2 separate regions of the Danio rerio genome follow, and region 2 is linked to region 1. The links are chromatin contacts, called in public Hi-C maps. All regions are on one chromosome and are shown on one strand. The core of a region is the stretch at or near the end of the contact, and the rest is flanking DNA. Distances in the headings are between cores, read along the strand shown. Region 1 overlaps LOC100535882. Region 2 holds the start of LOC100535882.

Region 1 (3,820 bases), core at 565-3,064:
CCATTTAACATGTTTACAGTATGTCATGTTAATGCTCAGAATGCTCCTGCAAAAACATGGGGCATCCAGGGTGCATAAGCATCATGAAAAATGCTCACTGCCAATAGAAAACTACTTTAAAGGTTCAAGAAAGCCTCAAGTTTTAGTTTTTTTTTTAAAGATTTTAACAGATTTGCGTTGTTGAGCATCAGTTAAGACAATGTTCGCAGCTGTTAGCTTTAATTGTGGATAAACCTGTATAATTTTGAGATCTTGCGCAAATTGGCAAGAGGAGTGATGTCAGTTTCTCATTATTATTCACAGCTAAGTTTTCTTATCCTATGAGAAGATCCTGCTTCTTAATTATTCATGAGAGCACGTACTTTCTGAAGGCAAGGCAGACTTGTCAATCTGTGAGACCTAATGACTGCAGGTGAGACTGCATCTGTGCATGGCACAGGTCATATGTGTTTGTTTCTATAATCCACAGGGTTTGTTGCATGCTTTTCTCCCTGATTTTGTCAGGGTACAGCAAACCTGTTGGTTTGCAGCAAGCATTTTAGTCTAGAGAGCTGGACAAGAATTGGAGAATGGCAGAGTTTGTCTTTTATCAGTTGAGCTTGTTACCATTCAGACACATCGCCTATATCCCTGCTGCTGTGTTCAACTATGTTTAAAATTCTTTAGATTTCCAGCAGGGTTATGATTGGAATAAAGAGGGACCTACTTTGACACCTCTGCGCTCAACACCCATTATGAAGCTTTTTTCTTTTTTTTAATTCTGAGGTAGAATCAAACCGAAAGAGGAGGTATCATGGCCCTTTAAAATGGTTCCTCTCACCCCAAACAACATGTTTGATTTGATCGGGCCCTAAGCACCCATAACAATATCAAGCTGCAAGCAGCAGTTTGCCTATTTATAACATTGTGAATTTGTGCTGCAAAATCCACAATTGCTATCGTTTTATTATGCTATAATACTTTAGTATGTTTATTAATGTTGTTGTAGTTATTATTATTTAAAGAATTTTATTACAGCTCCTAAAACTCCACTTTTAAAATGCTCTTGTGTCTTAGTTGGCATTATCTTCAGCAGGTATGCTGTGTAAACTCTAATGGTAGACGGCTGCTTCTCACTCAGGGCTGTTAATGCTAATGTGGGAAAGATTGTCACTAATGGCCGGGGCTTTCCCCCTCTGATGTCATGTACATGTTTACCATTTGAGGCTGGCTATATTCACAGACTGCTGCTACACAACTGTGTTTAAACATTGTGTAAAAAAAAGCTTCTTGATAGGTAAGTTTTGCCTTTCAGCAAGCTTAAGGTTAGGAATTTTAAAAGGTCGGTGACCACTAATTTATGACTATGATCACTGACTATGTATATTTACTGTCCACCCTAAACACTACACCTTTATTCTTTCTGATTTTGACAGTATTGTAACAATGTGCTCCTTTTATAAAGCTGCTTTAAAATTATATTTATTGTAAAAAAAAGTGCTATACAAATAAACATAAAATAAAAATAAACATAAAACAAGAATAAAATGTTTTGAATTGTAATAGTATATGTATTTTTGGCTATTGCCATAAATATACATATGCAACATTAAACTGGTTTTGTGCTCTAGGGTCACACATGTTTAGTCTGTGTGTGTGTGTGTGTGTGTGTGTGTGTGTGTGTGTGTGTGTAAAATTCACATAAACGATAAATGACAAGTGCCTGTTTTAGCCTCCGTTTCCAAAAAGGCACTCGGCTCACATTCTGTTTACCCAAGACTATCAGCTTACACCTCTACAAAGCCCTGACAAAACCCCATGCGTGGGTCCAGATCTGCTAATCTGGATCAATTTACACAAACAGTGCCTTTGCTGTAAGCGGGGAGTGATATTCATGACTCTGTAAACCCTTGCTGTTGGGCAGAAACTCTTCTCAATTATCTTAAAAATTAAAGAAAAAATTAATAAAATATTTAAATTATATCTCAAATTATGATTATAATTATTATTAAATTATTAATTCATTTTATTTTTGGCTTACTAATTAATATATTTTTGGCTTATTAATCAAAGGTCGCCACAGAGGAATGAACCTCCAACTTATTCTACCTATGTTTCACACAGCGGATGCCCTTCCAGCTGCAACCCATCACTGGGAAACACTCATTCACTCATTCACACACATACACTACAGACAATTAACTTACCCAATTCACCTATAGTGCATGTCTTTGGACTGTGGGGGTAACCAGAGCACCAGAAGAAAACCCACGCAAACACGGGGAGAACATGCAAACTCCGCAAAGAAATGCCAACTGAATGCCAGCGCCTCAAACCAGTGAACTTTCTGCTGTGAGGCAACAACGCTACCCACTGCGCCACCGCGCTGCCCTATTATTATATTATTAAAATAAAAATCTGTAGATATTGAGAAACATTGAGAAACATCTTACATTATTTTTTTCCTATTACTGTTCCTAGCCTGCTGATTAACAATGTTTGATATTGATTAAATTGTTTTTACAGAATCATTCAAGAATTAAATACTCAATTGGCATCACAATAAATTATATAAATATATTATTTTTTTAAATGAATTTATAATAAAAAGAATAAAATATTAATAAAATAATAATTTTCCCAGAGATGGGTTGCAGCTGGAAGATCATCCGCTGCGTGAAAACTTGCTGGATAAGTTGGCGGTTTATTCCGCTGTGGCGACCCCGGATTAATAAAGGGACTAAGCCGACAAGAAAATGAATGAGTGAATTTTTTTTTTTTTTTTTAATAATTTATATAAATAATTATTTTTATAATTTAATTGGATAACTAATAAAATCTCTAGACAGACATAAAGGGTGACCAATAGCAATTATTTATAAAAATATATAAATGTGAAGATACAAAGTTTCTGCCTGACAGCAGCAACATTCAAATCAAGTACCATTTTGTGACATATTATTTATAATAAAACATGTTTAATGCAGTTAATTTGTAACAAAATCATAATACTTTAACACAAACTTTAACTCATAAAGTTTGACATTATTACTGTTTCATTCTGCTATCATCAGCTTTGAGTTGTCAAGACATGACAGAGATGGTTTTGTCAGGAACCCTGCACAGAAGTAAAGATTCATAAACTAATTTCGAGAGGAGCACATGATATGATTGTGCACCGCTGGCCACTCATCCATAATCAGTAATAATCCGATCAGAATGATCCTAACTTAATACAAATGGATCACTTTCTCCTTATTGCTCTATCTTCGTTTTGGAAGAATCCTCCCTTTCCACCCTATCTCCTCCTTTTTCACCCCTTCTAAAGGGGGAGCGATCAAGACCTACCTGATCTCGGATCTCCTGATATGCTTCTAGACCAGGCAGGAGACCTGGGCTTAAATATCTCCGAGCTCAGGGTTCTCTCCCGGGACAGCATGCCAAACCTGCTATAAATGCCAAGCATATCTATGTGGAACTCTTGAAATGATTGACTGACAGCTGATAATAGCAGATATTTCAGATAAAATATAGTGTTTTCCTATTTTATTGGCATCTGTCAAGTAGTATTTTATATGGCAGAGCTACTCCATCCACTTTATTGGGTTTGAAATAAAACTATTTTATTTTAAAACATCACAAATGTTTTTTGCCTATATTTTATTCTTTATACACAGTTAAAGTACATTTGGTATGTGTTTTCTTAATAATAATTCAGTTCTGCAAGGAATTATTACTTTCCGAAAAGTAAGAAGATATTTAAATGGCTATAAATTATTTGTATTTCAAAAAAATGCTGTTTATGGATAATAAATTATCCTCAACACCAAATCAGTAATTT
Region 2 (3,717 bases), core at 978-3,477, 98 kb after region 1:
AGGTAATACATAATATTTAACATAAAATATGCAGAAAGCAACATTAATGATCAAACAGATAAATACAAGTGTTTACAAGACATAAACACCCAGTAGATCAGGTGGCATTTCCTTCACAGCCCAGTGATTTATAGGCCAACCAACAATACAAAACCATTCATTACTTCCCTTCCTCATCTCACCTGACAACATAAAACCAATAAACCTTCCTCTCTCCAGAACTGGACAATTTTTGTAAACATACTGAGTGAAAAGAGGCCTTCGGTTTTCCAAGAATCATCAAAGTGTTCAAAAACCAAAGTTCATGCCGCAAAAACTGCAGAACCAAAATATAAGCATTTTTCACACGCCCTCAGAGTCAAGACAGGTATGCTCATGCAGCAGTAACAGGCCAGAACACACATGAGGCTTCTGAGCTCAAAGGCTCCTCATAGGCAGGATCTGCCCTCCACAGCAGGTGAGGTGTCTGACCCACCGTAGACCAACAACATCGGCCCAAACTCACAGCCTGCAGTAATAGGTGGCTGCGTCGGGTTATGTAGCACTAGGAGGAGATTCAGAAACAGCTTTGATGCCAATTGGTTTCAAATTGAATAGGCTTCTATTTCAAGAGAGATTCATGTTTTGAAAATAAAGCAATGATATGTGTTCTCTAAATACAGCTAAGCCATTTGGGTGGTACTGATGGATCAGCATAATTAGAGTCAGTGAATGTTTTTCTGGGAATGCAAACAAAGACAAAATCACAAGCCCACAAAGAGACCAATTTCTCTTTATAAAATCTCCATGGCCGCTACTTTACTGCCTGATGTAAACATAATGAAATTAAAAATAAGCCCCGCTCTAAACAGAAAAACACTGCAATACCCTCATTTTACTACTGAAGCAAAATGATGCTTTCATGTGCAAATAAACCAGTTGAGCTGATATGAGATTTATTTAGAATGTATCTTGTTACATAGTCTTAACACATTTGCAATACCACATTCCTTGTGTGCCTGATATGTGAGCCACCTAAGCATGACGATTAAATATCTGCATGAAGAACGAGGCAACCCGCCCAAAAGAGCGACAAGTGCAGCACGTAACAAAGAAAGATGATGATGGAACAACAGGTGGCTCCCAAACAGACTAATGTGGGGGTTCGACACCCGTAATTCAAAGTCCTAAATGGGGGTTGAAAGGAGATGATGGGTGCCTTTAAAATATGTTTTCGCTCTGGATATGATTCTAACAAACAAAGTTTGAGTTAACGAGATCTCCAGGTGCGTTTGCCCGCGAACACAAATCACCTTTGCGTGAGGAGGTAACCATGGCAACAGCTGCAATATCGTCTTAATTTGTCGGGAGTACATAATAAAAAAACATAATTATTGATATTATGCGTTATTGTGGATTTTGCAGGACACTGGGGTGGTCTTTTGTTAAAAATAGCTGAAGTAGTTATCTGGGGCAGAGAACGATTGAGCGATGTGAACCTCAAACTAGGACTGCGCCCAGAAAATCACTGACGCGTTTGAAAAGTTGTGCTCCTTAAAAGTCACTCCGAAAACCACATTTATAATCCATATCTCTTGCAAATAGTTCTAAAGTAACAAGAAACAGCGCTGAAAATCGTCTACGGAGAGCTCTGTGTAGAAAACACCCCTGAAAAAGTCAAAGCAGGTTAAACGGCGGCTGAAAATAGCGCGTAATCAGCGGCTTACCTGCGGGCGCAGCGCAAGCGAGAACAGGCAAATCACAGTCCAGTGTAGTCCGCGCTTTACATCCCTTATCATTGCCCTAACAGCACTCCTTCTGTCCGAACTCGAGCTTTCCCAAGAGTGCCAACTCTTTCGGTCTCTATCCAATCTCATAGCTGACATTTGCGCACTTGTCCTGTGCGCGCTGATCAGCCTTGTCTTGCTTGGTGACGCTTTCTTTACACTGTCCATCTGTCCATCATGAAGACACGGCGTGAAAACGGGCATATGAATGATGCTCACTCAGGTAAGTAAGACCACCAAGGTCTTTCCACACTCCGCGCGGAGTCCAGGGCGCCTCCTCCTCCTCTTGCTCTTCCTCCTTCCACCTGCTGCAGTTAAGAGGCTTTGTATGTTAGACCTGCTGACCTATAGACTTGAGCTTTCATCCCATTTACTTTCCCAGTGACTGAAAGCACTTCTTTACTCTCGCGTCAACCGGATAGGCTGTGCTCTCAAAGCAAAGCGCTGCAAGAGCAAGACTGCGCATCGCCTGGGAAGCTGTAGCGGTTAAAGTTGCCAGTAGAGGGTGTGTCCTCCGCATGGGTATATCCGTCACCTATCTTGAAAATAATACCCGATTTTCTGTGAGGCTACGTATTTAGAAATGTAAAATCTATCCACGTATCCAGGCGTATTTTTGGAGTTTGTTAGTGTTAAGAGTGCTGCTACACCCCGACCAGTTTCACAAATGGGTAATTCTTCAAATACAGACACTCATATATCCAAAATATAAAGGCTATAATTTTGTTCAAATTTCTCTTTCTTTGTCAAACTAACAATAAAACCTAGCCTATTTTTTTTTAAATGTACTAGCTTTCTGTTATATGTTTTTCGTATTATTCAACCTCCTTTTAGGTGTCAAAATTACTGTTTTCGCCTCACACATCCAGAGTTTAAAAACTTCAACAATTAAAATATCATTTTAAAATGTTATTTATCTGGTATCTATTATTGTATCTTAATTAAGCACTTGTGAAATAATTTAAATATTTTATACTTATTAATGTGAGACTATTATCAATATTGTTTTTATACAAAACATAGCTGTCGCACAGTATTATATATTTCCACCACAACACTGTAGTCGCTTTAAAAAGTTTGTGTGAAAGATTATTTAGGTGGTTTCTATGAAAATGATTAGTGTCATCACTATTGTTTAAGATGGAGGGAATTAAAATTTGTAGCAATAACACTTGAAGAAAAATCTAAATAAATATTGCTTGATAAGGAAATACATTTATTCTACGTCATTTCCAAACATGCTGTACCTTCAGAGATGTTTTTAAAAACCAAACAAAATTAAGGTAAATAAGATTGTTTTGTATACATGAAAGGCTAGTATCAATTCAAAGCTAATCCTTGAAGCTATTTCTCACAATAAACTGTTCAAATGTCATTTCCACCACTGTCATTTCCACCACCACACACATTTTTAAAAATATATTTGAAAAGTTCTCATCACACGTTAAAAATGTATTCACAATGTATAAGTTCATGCTCTATTTAATATACAAATTCAGTTTATTTATTTTCTAAAAAGCTCTTAACCAATTTAATCCTACATTTTAGTGTAACAAGTGTACAATTCAGCATACATCTAATTTATATCATTGACAAACGCATAATTATTGTATATATTGTAGAAAGGTTGGTTAAACTACATACAAAAAAGATCTTAGACAATGTTTGACTGAATATTGAGTTGTGGTGGAATTGACATTTGTTCAGATCACGATGGAAAAAAAAATGTTTCTCTTCTTATTTAAGTGTGTCCGCTTACAGATCTTAAAACTAAACAAATTGTATAAACTTATTAGGCTACGTGAATTTTGAACAAGCTTTTTTTAAACTCAACTTCACAAGGCTGAAAGTGTGCGTAGTTAAGGAATGGCCCAAATATGAAAATAAATGAGTAGCCTATATTCAAATGTGAATTCATCGTGATACTAATCACATTTACTTGTTCAGTATA

What was found. Hi-C and Micro-C count contacts between places; a contact is called where the count stands out from the background.
Region 2: a Hi-C map of embryo shows a contact between it and region 1, with 2.2 times the contacts expected there. The contact joins the promoter of LOC100535882 here to the enhancer-like site in region 1.

What each region holds. Positions count from the first base shown.
Region 1 is chr18:38,209,072-38,212,891 of GRCz12tu, forward strand. All of the region lies in intron 6 of LOC100535882, which reads right to left. Among named protein-coding and RNA genes, the nearest start is that of tbrg1, 62 kb to the left of the region's middle. Within about 2 kb of position 1,815, at least 3 of the 62 cell types and tissues checked have an H3K27ac peak or open chromatin away from gene starts, as enhancers often do.
Region 2 is chr18:38,306,562-38,310,278 of GRCz12tu, forward strand. It overlaps LOC100535882, which reads right to left and starts at 2,228. Exons shown (of 14, transcript XM_003200473.7): 1 at 1,707-2,228. The coding sequence starts at 1,970.